Linked DNA regions of Danio rerio: regions 1 and 3 are each linked to region 2. Evidence: chromatin contacts called from public HiChIP or PLAC-seq and Micro-C data. All regions are on one chromosome and are shown on one strand. Each heading gives the region's core, a stretch centred on a gene start, on an enhancer-like site or on the middle of the called end of the contact. The rest is flanking DNA. Distances are from core to core; before and after follow the strand shown. Region 1 holds the start of si:ch211-225b7.5 (a long non-coding RNA gene). Region 2 holds the start of pitpnaa (phosphatidylinositol transfer protein, alpha a). Region 3 holds the start of myo1cb (myosin Ic, paralog b).

Evidence for each region. Hi-C and Micro-C count contacts between places; a contact is called where the count stands out from the background. HiChIP or PLAC-seq counts read pairs in DNA pulled down with a chosen protein or histone mark.
Region 1: a contact with region 2 is called in an H3K4me3 HiChIP or PLAC-seq map of embryo, with 3 times the contacts expected there. The contact joins the promoter of si:ch211-225b7.5 here to the promoter of pitpnaa in region 2. A contact is called at or near these places in 1 of 18 Hi-C or Micro-C datasets (an unstated tissue) and 1 of 4 datasets of contacts at active chromatin or transcription factors (embryo).
Region 3: a Micro-C map of caudal fin shows a contact between it and region 2, with 3 times the contacts expected there. The contact joins the promoter of myo1cb here to the promoter of pitpnaa in region 2. A contact is called at or near these places in 3 of 18 Hi-C or Micro-C datasets (caudal fin, hematopoietic stem cells and an unstated tissue).

Annotation. Positions count from the first base shown.
Region 1 is chr15:31,101,377-31,105,261 of GRCz12tu, reverse strand. si:ch211-225b7.5 (a long non-coding RNA gene) reads left to right here and starts at 1,783. Exons shown (of 2, transcript NR_170079.1): 1 at 1,783-1,909; 2 at 2,113-3,885.
Region 2 is chr15:30,914,816-30,918,615 of GRCz12tu, reverse strand. pitpnaa (phosphatidylinositol transfer protein, alpha a) reads right to left here and starts at 1,348. Exons shown (of 12, transcript NM_200935.1): 1 at 1,233-1,348. The coding sequence starts at 1,249. It overlaps slc43a2a (solute carrier family 43 member 2a), which reads right to left. Exons shown (of 5, transcript NM_200251.2): 5 at 3,344-3,800.
Region 3 is chr15:30,772,513-30,776,237 of GRCz12tu, reverse strand. myo1cb (myosin Ic, paralog b) reads right to left here and starts at 1,908. Exons shown (of 32, transcript NM_001317189.1): 1 at 1,790-1,908; 2 at 1,516-1,700. The coding sequence starts at 1,608.

The DNA of each region.
Region 1 (3,885 bases), core at 534-3,033, 190 kb before region 2:
TTGAGACCAACACTGAGCACTGATACCAGCAAAAACAGCATTAAGACCAGCAAAAACAGCACTAAAACCAACAAGACCAGCAATAAAATCAGCAAGACCAGTATCAAAAGATACCTTATCAAACATGTCACGTGTCAATGTATTTTAGAAAATATTAAGTAAGTTAGTATAACAAGAAGTAAATTCTTTCTGATTTTAGTTTTAAAACAATTGTAGTTGTACTTTAAGCAATATGTCTCGTGACGAATAACTTGAAGAACTCAAATGATACCATTTTTACAACAATAAACGACGACATTTGAAGATTGAATAGTTTATATTAAGTGATGTTGTTGGTCGTTTACATTTCTATCGTGAAATGTTTGTCATAAAATCTAATATTTCGTTACATTCATCTTACCTCGTCTCAATCAATGACCTTTCTTTTTCGCGCTCTTTCTGTCAACCGTGAACTCCGCCTACTTCATTAGCAACTCAATTATTTTACATTGGCGATAGCCCTGTAGCCACGGGGGGACTGACAAAGGTGCAGAATTTGTACCATACATGAGATCATTTGTCTTATTTTGACTGCTATGCCATCATAAAGAGTGAAAATAACCCATTGCAAAAAGCGAACCTCGGAATCCTCTGCTGGCTGTTGCTTCGGTGGGACTTCAGCTCATCAGTTTTGGCCAATGCAATGCTAACAAATATTTTACAATCTGCCATAAGAAAAGTCATCTTTCATCACTGTATTGTTTTAAAAAATAAATACAGGTAAGTTATTCCATCTTGGACCTTATTTTTTAAATAAAAATGAGCAATAAGGTGTGAAGCACCAAACTTGGACCATATTGAAAATGATATTTTGACTAACGATATTGTTGTTATATATGAATTTTCAAATGTACTTTTTTTATTTTACAAGAGAGGCTAAATTGTAAAAGCTCCACATTATTATTATTATTATTATTATTATTATTTTAATTATTTTTTTAATCAAATAGCTAAATTCTGACTGAGGAAAGTTGAATGTGCTGGCCAGTTTGTTATTTGCCTAATAAATGGCAGACTGCAATTTAAAACCTCAACAGATTCATTTGTTTCTATATCATGTAAATAAGTATTGTTTTATTATCAAGAACTTTTTCATTATAAACTTTTAGGAAATATTTTTGGTATATTGAAAAGCGTGGTTTGATGACTATCTGACAAGCTAATCCAGCTAAAAATATTGCTTAAGATGTGACTAAAGTGCAGTATTTAAATCTCATAATTAAATAGAAAATAAGGCATAAAGCTGCAAAATGGTTCACTTTAAAATATAAAAATAAAATAACCACTGCTTTCACCAGGCTGGCTACGGTTTTTTCAATCCAGTGTGTATATCTGTCTCTTTTAAAGACTCAAACATCATAATTAATAATAAGTTTAAAAAAAAGTTCATTTATTTGTTTAAATTAGTCAGAAGTGAGGGAGGCTGAAGTTGATTAAATAACCCAGTTTGGACCTATAAATACCCAACATAAAGGGTGTAAGCCAATAAAATATGAGTCAAAGGCAATAAAATGTCTTATGAGTAACAGGACATCAAACCCATTCGCTCATTCATAATTCGCCCAGTGCTGCCATCTATCGGCCACTTCTGCAGATTGGGTTTACAACAGAAGTAATTATAATATTGAAGCATTGGTAGCAAACTTAATGAAATAAATAGAGTTGTGCATGTTTTCGTCTAGTTTTATTATCTTGCCCTATTTGACCGTTTTTCAAAAAGTGCTAACTTTAGTGGTCACGTGACGAACAACAGGAAGGGACGCGAGTCTTCTTCAGGACAAGAGAGTTCCTGAATCCATCAAAGTGTGGGAGGAAATCACCTAAAATATCATGGACCAACTTGCAAATGTCATAGGACAACAGCACATGGGTAATGAAATGTGTTTTAATTGTTTAAGAAACCTTTTAACTTTTGCAGTGACGCTTTATGACATATAGTAACGTTAGTACATCCTTTGTCATTTGTCTTTCTCGTGACTGCTGACGTCTTAGTAACTTAAATATATTCAATTTACTCATTTCTATAGTTGTTTAAAGTTACCTAAAGCATTAAAAGAGTGAATTTCTCCACAGGTCTGACTGTAGGATTGAGTTTGTTGATCATCGTTGTGATTATCGTCCTCGCTGCTGTTGTTTACACTCCACCGGGCGCCGTTACGCGCTGCTTGAGGAGGAGGAGAAGCGAAGAGCAGCTCTCATTGACCGCTAACAGAATATCATGACTTATGATGATGATGATGACACAAATTAATAATAACTACATGGATCTCTGTGTTGGACCCACAACAACAATAAACTGTTAAACCGTAAATATCAGAACAACATTTACTCCTCAGTCTGATAATGGTTTAAAACATAGTGACATCCCAACAAATCACAGTTTGCACAGTTTTTCCAGTTTTTTCGTGGTGTTAGATGAGATCACACTTTCCACGGCAGATAAATAAGATCCAGCCCCAGACGCCATGATGTTGCCTGAATCTTCTTCAGGTATCTAGACAACAAGTCAGCAGAGTTTCCAATATTCAAACCTGTTAACCAGTATTCAAACAGTGTACTGTAAATATAGGAGTTGACTGTGTACAGAAGCCAGAGAAGAGCAGAAGCAGGAGACGAAGTGATGATAAGAAATGAGCAGTGTTTATTGAATAATCTTAGTTGCATGTGTTTCAGTGCGCTGTTATACTTCATCTGAACAGCACAAATTTAGCAATGTTGTTATACAGACCTTAAATTTGATACAGGCCCTCATATCAGTGGAGAGAAACATTTCATGAAACCATCACTTTAAGACTAAACAATAAGAACAGGTAATAATAAATATCTAAAATAAAGAAATCAAATCAATAAAGGATTAATATAATGAATAACGAAAACATAAATGAATAAAAAATATGAATCAAATAAATGAATAACTAAGATTTATAATTGATTTTATGGCCATAAATGAAATTATCAATGTAAAACAAATAATAATAAAACAAAACGATATATAACATAGAATTGATTTCATTTAAAGCACATACAGGTTATTACAAATTTCTGATTCTACAATGGAAATGTGAATACAGAGGAAATCAGAATTAATAAACCCCTTTGAATTTTTTTTTATTTTTTAAATATTTCCAAAATTATGTTTAACAGAGCAAGGAAATTTTCACGGTATGTCTTGACACTATTTTTCTTTTGGAGAAAGTCTTATTTGTTTTATTTCGGCTAGAATAAAAGCAGTTCTTAATTTTCTAAAAAACATTTTAAGGTCAAAATTATTAGCAGTTTAAGCTATATATTTTTTCAATAGTCTTCAAAATAAGCAACTGTTATACAATTGCCTAATTAACCTAGTTGAGCCTTTAAATGTCACTTTAAGTTGTATAGAAGTGTCTTAAAAATATCTAGTCGTATATTGTTTACTGTCATCATGGTAAAGATAAAATAAATCAGTTATTAAAAATTTGTTATTTAAACTATTATGTTTAGAAATGTGTTGAAAAAAAAATCGTCTCTTTTTTTACTCAGATATTGGAGAAAAAAAAATAAACGGGGTTAATAATTCTGACTTCAACTGTTCATATGTTAATGTAAATACATATGTGTATGCTTATATGTTAATGTAGGCTAAATATGGAAGCTGGGTTATTTTGACCTCATACTGAAATGTGCTGTAAATACAATTAAGGTAAATTTTGGATCATGCTTTTCTTATTGTCTTGAACAATTGTGCATAATATTCAAGGTCAAATTCTGTTACCTGTCAAATAGATGTCAGTCCTTTCCAGCAACCTCTGTAAAATAGCCATGTAAAAGCTGAACTGGCACTGACAGACCTATGCATTAAAAAAAATT
Region 2 (3,800 bases), core at 99-2,598:
TCCATGCTAATAAACAACTAGTTAATAGTGAGAATTGGTCCCTAGAGTGTTTCCAAATGTATTAATTTAGATTGGCTGGGATTATTCTGTAGGGGAGTAAATGAATCACGCATAACATGTAATAAATAAACTACAAGCATAAATGTGAAATAAACAGTGCATGCATAATGGTTTTGTGTATGTAAATGTAAAAATTACATTGAAAAGTCAACTCAACGTTGCACAACTTTGCGATGTGACTATTGCGAATGCACACATTGCGCTATCGATGCTGAAATGATGTATTGTGCAGCCCTAGTCTAAAGTGCTGCCATATTGTTGAATTATAGAAACTTAACAATTTGACTTAGCTTTAAAACATTTCTTTACATGAATGTGAAATTTCCAAAGTTGTGTAAGAACATATGTTGTACTTTAAAACAACAATGTAAAAATGTACAAGACTTTTGTAAAAAAAACAATGTAAAAGATTTTAACAAAATTACCATCCTAGAAATGATGTTAGAGACGCATCAAAAGTAGCCTATTTCTTAAATATATACACTGAAAGCAGGGAGGAATCACACATTAAGCTTGCATAACCATTTGGATTTGGGATACTTGACGAGTATGGCTGTCATGACATCATACCATCAACATAATGACGTTTAATACAATATTTACCAAGTCAGGACACATTCCAGTCGTTTGTTATGTAAATATTGTTGTCATAATAAGGTTAGCGGATTATCTAATTCCTGAATACGTGAAAAAACAGTATAATAATTTAAGTCTCAAAGTGCATTATGACGCGAGGTGCACACCGGTACATTATGACGCGTGACCGGCAGAACTGAGCATGTGACAATCACATTGATTGTACCTGGGTTTGTAAAGTTTTGTAACTTCAATGACCAAATAATGCAAATTGACCAAAAATGACCAAAATGTAAAGTAATGACCAAAGAAAACAAAGTAACTGCTGTCTGCTAACCATTATGTGGCTCTTTTTGAACTAACTGAAATATACACAGTATAATTCCAAATAAATGTTCATAACTTAATTCAAACTAACGTAATTTGATAAAAACGAACTCTCCCAAGAAAAAACATAAACATTAATTAGCCAGAATTGAAACATAAATCCCCTTCATTAGTCAACAGCCGGCGAAAGTTAACAAGCACGCGCCTGAAAGCCAAGTTCAGCGCACAATGAAAACTTCAGCACACCTAAATCTCACTAAAATACTTACAACTCCTTTATCAACATGTTATCTCCTTTGCCGCCCCGTGTCCAACATTCAAACTGGCTTTAAGAGAGTTTCCTCGTCGACTCTTCAGATCTGCCCGCCGTGACTCGTTTCAGCTCAAGTTCCTGGATTTCTCATTTCTTTAAATTCATTTCCTGAAAGATGTCGACAGGAGAGCCGCGTCGTCACAGCAACCACACCTACCGGCTTGAAAACGGCCGCAGGAACGGATCTAATTGGCCAAGAGCACGCACTGACCGTGGCGCCACACCCTGCTCTGATAATAAATAGTTCACGTAGAACTCACACTAAAATAGACGCACGACCTGACGGAAACACTCAAACACACGGGACAAAATCGTGCACATCGATGCAAGGCAGACGTTCTTGTTCCGCTGGTTTTCGGTTTAGGACGAGACCTCAGAAGAAATGATCTGGGTGTGAAGGTGTTGTTGTAGCCTCTTTGAATGTAAGCCTGTGTCAGACCTGACTTTCCGGTCAGTCTGACGAGTCTTTCTCCATTCCGTGGGAATTATCATTGAACTCTGCTGCTATAATAATACAACAGCGTCAGAATAATAAGCTCTGGATTTAACATATTAGATATTTAAAACGGTTATAACAATTTATATATAGAAATCTTTCCCGGTGATGGGTTGCAGCTGGAAGGGCATCCGCTGCATAAAACATGCTGGAAAAGTTGGTGGTTCATTCCGCTGTGGCGACCCCAGACTAATAAAGTGACTAAGTTGAAAAGAAAATGAATGAATGACTATATGGAAATCATATTAGTATTAAGGTTTCTGATATGAAAAACTAACATTAAGCCCTTTCCAGTCAGTCTGACGAGTAACTATTCTTGCTTCAATCTCAATTATCATTGAACACTAGTGCTATAATAATACAACAGTGTCAGAATATAATCAATTCTTGTTTTAGTATATTTGATATTTTAAACTTATACCAATGTGTATATGGAAATCATATTAGTATTAAGTTATATGAGAAACTTTAACATTAAGCCCTTTAAGAAGTTCTGGATATTTAGTTATTCTGTTGCTGACTATAAATGACTTTATGGAAATTGTTGTAAGGAACATTCAAATGACTAATTCGAGGTCATTTATCAGGGCTGTACCAGCCTGGTGTAAGGGAGTGGTTCTTTTTTCTCATAATGTGAACCTTTTTGCAGTTATTGGCCTAATTTTCTATTTATTTATGAGATTTTAGTGACATTTTAAGCACTATTTTAGCTGGATTATCTTGTCAGATGGTCATCATAACCACACTTTTTAATGTACCAAAATATTTCCTAAGGATTTAGAATAAAGAAATATGAATAAATACTTATTTTTAAAATAAAAATGTATTAGATTAAAGTTATTACATTAAAGTTTTAAATTAAAAACTGTACTCTATTGTCATTTCTTAGGCAAAAAACTAACCAGCACATTCAACTTTCTTCAGTCAGAATTCAGCTATTTGAATATATATATAAAAAAACATAATAATAATATTTTGTTGTTGTTTAGTTTTTTTATTTTCCTCTGAATTTGGTTGAAAGATTAAGGAATTTAATTACCACCCACTATTTTTTCTTTAATATTGTGAAATAATCGTATTATGGTTTTTCTTCTCTCGTGTTGGCGTGGGTTTCCTCCGGGTTCCCCCACAGACATGCGCTATAGGTGAATTGGATAAACTAAATTGTCTGTAGTGTGTGCGTGTGTGTGAATGAGAGTGTATGGGTGTTTTACAGTCTTGTGTTGCGGCTGGAAGAGCATCTGCTGCATAAAACATATGCTGGATAAGTTGGCGGTTCATTCCGCTGTGGTGACCTCTGATTATTAAAGAGACTAAGCCGAAAAGAAAATGAAGGAATGATTTCTCTTCTCCTCACTTGTAATAACTCTCTGATTGAGAATTGCCAACAAAAAGAGTTAAACTAAAACTAATTTAAAATAAAGAACATGCAGCACTTGAAAATGAAGCCACACTGCCATCTACTGTAATGATACTGAAATTGATATCAACTTTCAGTAATTCATAACACTCTGCCATTAGACGGCGGCTATCTCACAGTATTAACATGATCAGAAATAAAAACCTTCATATACAAATGAATAGTTTTTTATTTTCACATATTGGATATTTTGTTGAGACATTTATTCAAAAAGGTGCTATATAGTAATAGAATGAAGAAACCCAAAAGCCAAGTACAGTAAAACGGCCACAAAACAAAAAGAGAAAAACTATGTACATGTACACGTGACTGAAAACACAAGCTACAAAGGTAGAAAAATCAACAAAATAATCAACAAATGACGATAAAAGTACAATACCATACAGAGAGAAAACACTGGTGTTAAAGCTCTTCTTTTCTTCCCTCTTACATCTGTGTATGTGTGTGTGGGCATTTTTCCACGCTCATACACGTATAATGGGATAATAAACCGACATTTAAAACCAAAATCAACGTGAAAACTGAATAAAGAATGAAAATTTAAGGTATGGCAGTGAGAAAAAGTGCTACTTCTCTCGTCCTGAGAGTAAACGATCTTACTCTCACAT
Region 3 (3,725 bases), core at 659-3,158, 140 kb after region 2:
GCCGTTCCGGAATTTTCTGTGTCATTTCCTCATCCAAGCTGAACTTCATTCTAACCTCTATTAAATGGGTACTAAACTCAAGTGTTTCTCAAACTAGAAAAGACACGCAAAGCAGATTCTTATCAACAAGATTCCAGTGACACTAAATGAACCAAGGAAAGAAAACAAGTCGAAGAAGAAAAATGGAGCATATTTGAACGAAGCGGGTGTAACACTCACAGTCAAACAGAGCATTTCCTTTGGAACTTTTATGCAATCCATAAGAAACATTTAAACTTCTGTCAGAGTTAATGGTCATTTTCCATGCACACACAGACAGATTTTAGTATACACCCTACATTCCTTGGAGTGTGCTGGAGCAATCCAGACCAATTTCTCAACATTAAGATGTGGTCGAAGGAAAAACATTGCAGAGATACAAAATACTGACTATATTCTCTATATCAAAAGCCATTTGACATTTTATAACTACAGAATTTCAAGTGTATTGAAAATAGTTGAAAACAAAAGACACATAATACTATAGTAATTTCTACATTCTATAATGTTAGTACTTGAATGAATCTGTTGGGGTAGTTCTTTACTTGCTGTGGTAGGACTCAATAAAATGCTGGGCTGTTTTAACACAGTGTTGGGTCAAACATGGACAAACTTTTTTAATCGTTTAATTAAGTTTGATTGGAAAAACATAACCAAGTTCTGAGTTTATCCCTATTTGACCCAACACTGCACATCATTTTTAGAATGTACCCAATACACTAAATTCTCAACAAATAGGGGTATATTATACTACAATACACCGGTTTACTGTAGTTATAGATATTCTGTAATATATATGAAGAGTTCAGATGCAAAAACCTCTAAATGCCATCTGAAACTTCTCCTAAAATGAGAATCTTTCCCAGCCACCTACGGTATGTTTGTGTTCAGTTATTTCACTTAAAAGGCAATGCAAAGAACGTAAAATTAAAGAGCCAACACACAAGAGTTGGAGAAAGATGCTAGAAGAAAATATCAAATGGCTTTTAGAGGTTTTTGCATCTAAACTCTTCATATACTGTAGTACAATATCTATTACAGTTTCTCAGTTCACTATATTGAATAAAGCAGCATGCTGTATCATTCAATAACATAAGAGTTGTAAATAGTATAATATATACACACAGTATAATACACTTTACCACAGTATGGTTCAAAACACTAGTATTTATTTACAATAAATTACTGTACTTTTTCATGTGGGCTCATTTAAAGCCAGTCAAAACCTTGCAATTTCATTTTGCGATGTTTGCTTCTATTATAGACAAACATATGCTGACAATAAAGATCTTGCTTACATCAGGGAAAATACTAAAAAGCCCTCATTTTAGGGGATGGACAGTTATGATCAACACAAAACATCCTGACAGAAAGCAATTTGTTATGAACGTGTTGTTTTCATGAATGAGTTTTAAATCCCATTCTGATACAATAAAGAAGTTTCTATGTTAATTCTGCAGTCAAAAAGTCTCTTACCTTTGTGCAGCTTTGGCAGTAAAACTCTCCATTTTTCCCAGGAGGCAGAATGATTTCTCCTGTGGGAATGAGCTGGATCTTCAGCTCCATCATGATGTGTTTCTTTGACTTAGTACGAGTGGCGTTCCTCACTAGCAGCCTGTGAATGAAGAGGCGCTTCAATCCGCCTCACTGCAGCTTCTGCTCTGTTGGATAGAAGAGAAAGAGGGAGGACATGGTTTATTACTGACAGAAACATGAAGCAAACCAGGTTGTGTGGTGTTGTCGTATTTACCCCTTGCCAAAAAGAGAGTCTGTTTAGGCTGTTAGATGTGTAAATGGTGTCCAGGTCTGGTCTGTAATGAAAGTATCCGGACACTGAGCTGCCCTGAGAGTCTGCCGTCAGGGCTTCCTCTCGCCTTCAGCATCCTGTCCTCGACATTCCCTGGTAAACACCGGAGGAGCTTTCCTCACTCCATTTCCCTTGCACACACTTGAAGCAGATACACATTACTGATGCATATTAAAAAAAGAGCGAGTTTTGATGATGACAGGTAAAAGGAAATATCATTTTTGAGGGAAAGAAGGGAGGTATGATGGGTTGGATGTAGCTTATTATAGGTTTACTGACAGGTTGTAATATCTTGACATGAACAATCAGCTGACCTTTAGCCAGACATGTTGTCCTCTGATTCTCTTTAGGGTTACACATATATGAACTGTTAATTAATTCATTCATTCATTCATTTTCTTGTCAGCTCAGTCCCTTTATTAATCCGGGGTCACCACAGCGGAATGAACCGCCAACTTAGTTTTTACGCAGCGGATGCCCTTCCAGCCGCAACCCATCTCTGGGAAACATCCACACACATTTACACACACACTCATACACTACAGATAATTTAGCCTATCCAATTCACCTGTACCACATGTCTTTGGACTATGGGGGAAACCGGAGTACCCAGAGGAAACCCACGCGAACGCAGGGAGAACATGCAAACTCCACACAGAAACGCCATCTGAGCTGAGGTTCGAACCAGCGACCCAGCGACCCAGCGACCTTCTTGCTGTGAGGCGACAGCACTACCTACTGCGCCACTGCCTCACCCTGTTAATTAATTAATAATTGATATAAAATAGATAAACAAACAGAATTATATATAGCAAATAATACTTGATACAGTTCGACTCCTCGGAAAACAATTGTAGATTGTTTCTTATAGTTAAGCATTCTCCTACAGATTTATCCCAATCAATCTAAAATTATAAATTCTTTCCAAAAATTTATTCAACTCATCTAGTGGGATTGTATTTTTATCGCAATATATCGCAAAATAAAAAAAATATTGCAATGTTAGATTTTTCCCAATATCGTGCAGCCCTTATAGATATATCCTACACTATTCTAATATATAAATCCTACACTGAGGACATATCTTATGTCACTACATATATGTAGGTCTATAAAAATCAATTTATTATTAATGGTTATAATAAAATTAATAACAATGATTATAGTAGTAGCAATAGTAGTTTCATACTTCATAATCATTACACTAATCATTACTTCCTTCATTTTCTTTTCGGCTTAGTCCACTTTTAATCAGGGGTCGCCACAGCGGAATGAACTTTAACTTATCCAGCACATTTTTTCCAGCCGCAACCCAACACTGGAAAACACCAGTACACACTCATCCACACACTCACATACACTATGGCCAATTTAGTTTGTTTAATTCACCTATACTGCATGACTTTGGACTGTGGGTACGCTAGCTATAATATATTTATTTATATAATGCATTTTGTCAAAATTTCTTTGCTCCATTAAACATCATTTGGGAAATATTTTAAAAAAGAAAAAAAATCAAAGGGATATATATATATATATATATATATATATATATATATATATATATATATATATATATATATATATATATATATATATATATAATACATGTATTACTTTATATTTGTAATAAATGTGTCAAAGAGGAGATGTTTTGTCTATATTAAATTGAATTTACTAAATTGATTTCATATACATAGAATATGGGTTAAAAAATGTTTCATAATCATCCAGCGTTCTCCAGCCCCTGGCGCATAGACTGCAGCTCTGCACAAGAAGTTTGGCTAGAGGAGAAATGGTTGGACCCAACTTTTTCTCTAGATTTTTTCTTTCACTTTCTTTGAAAAATGTAAAAATTTTATTCAACGTGACATATTTA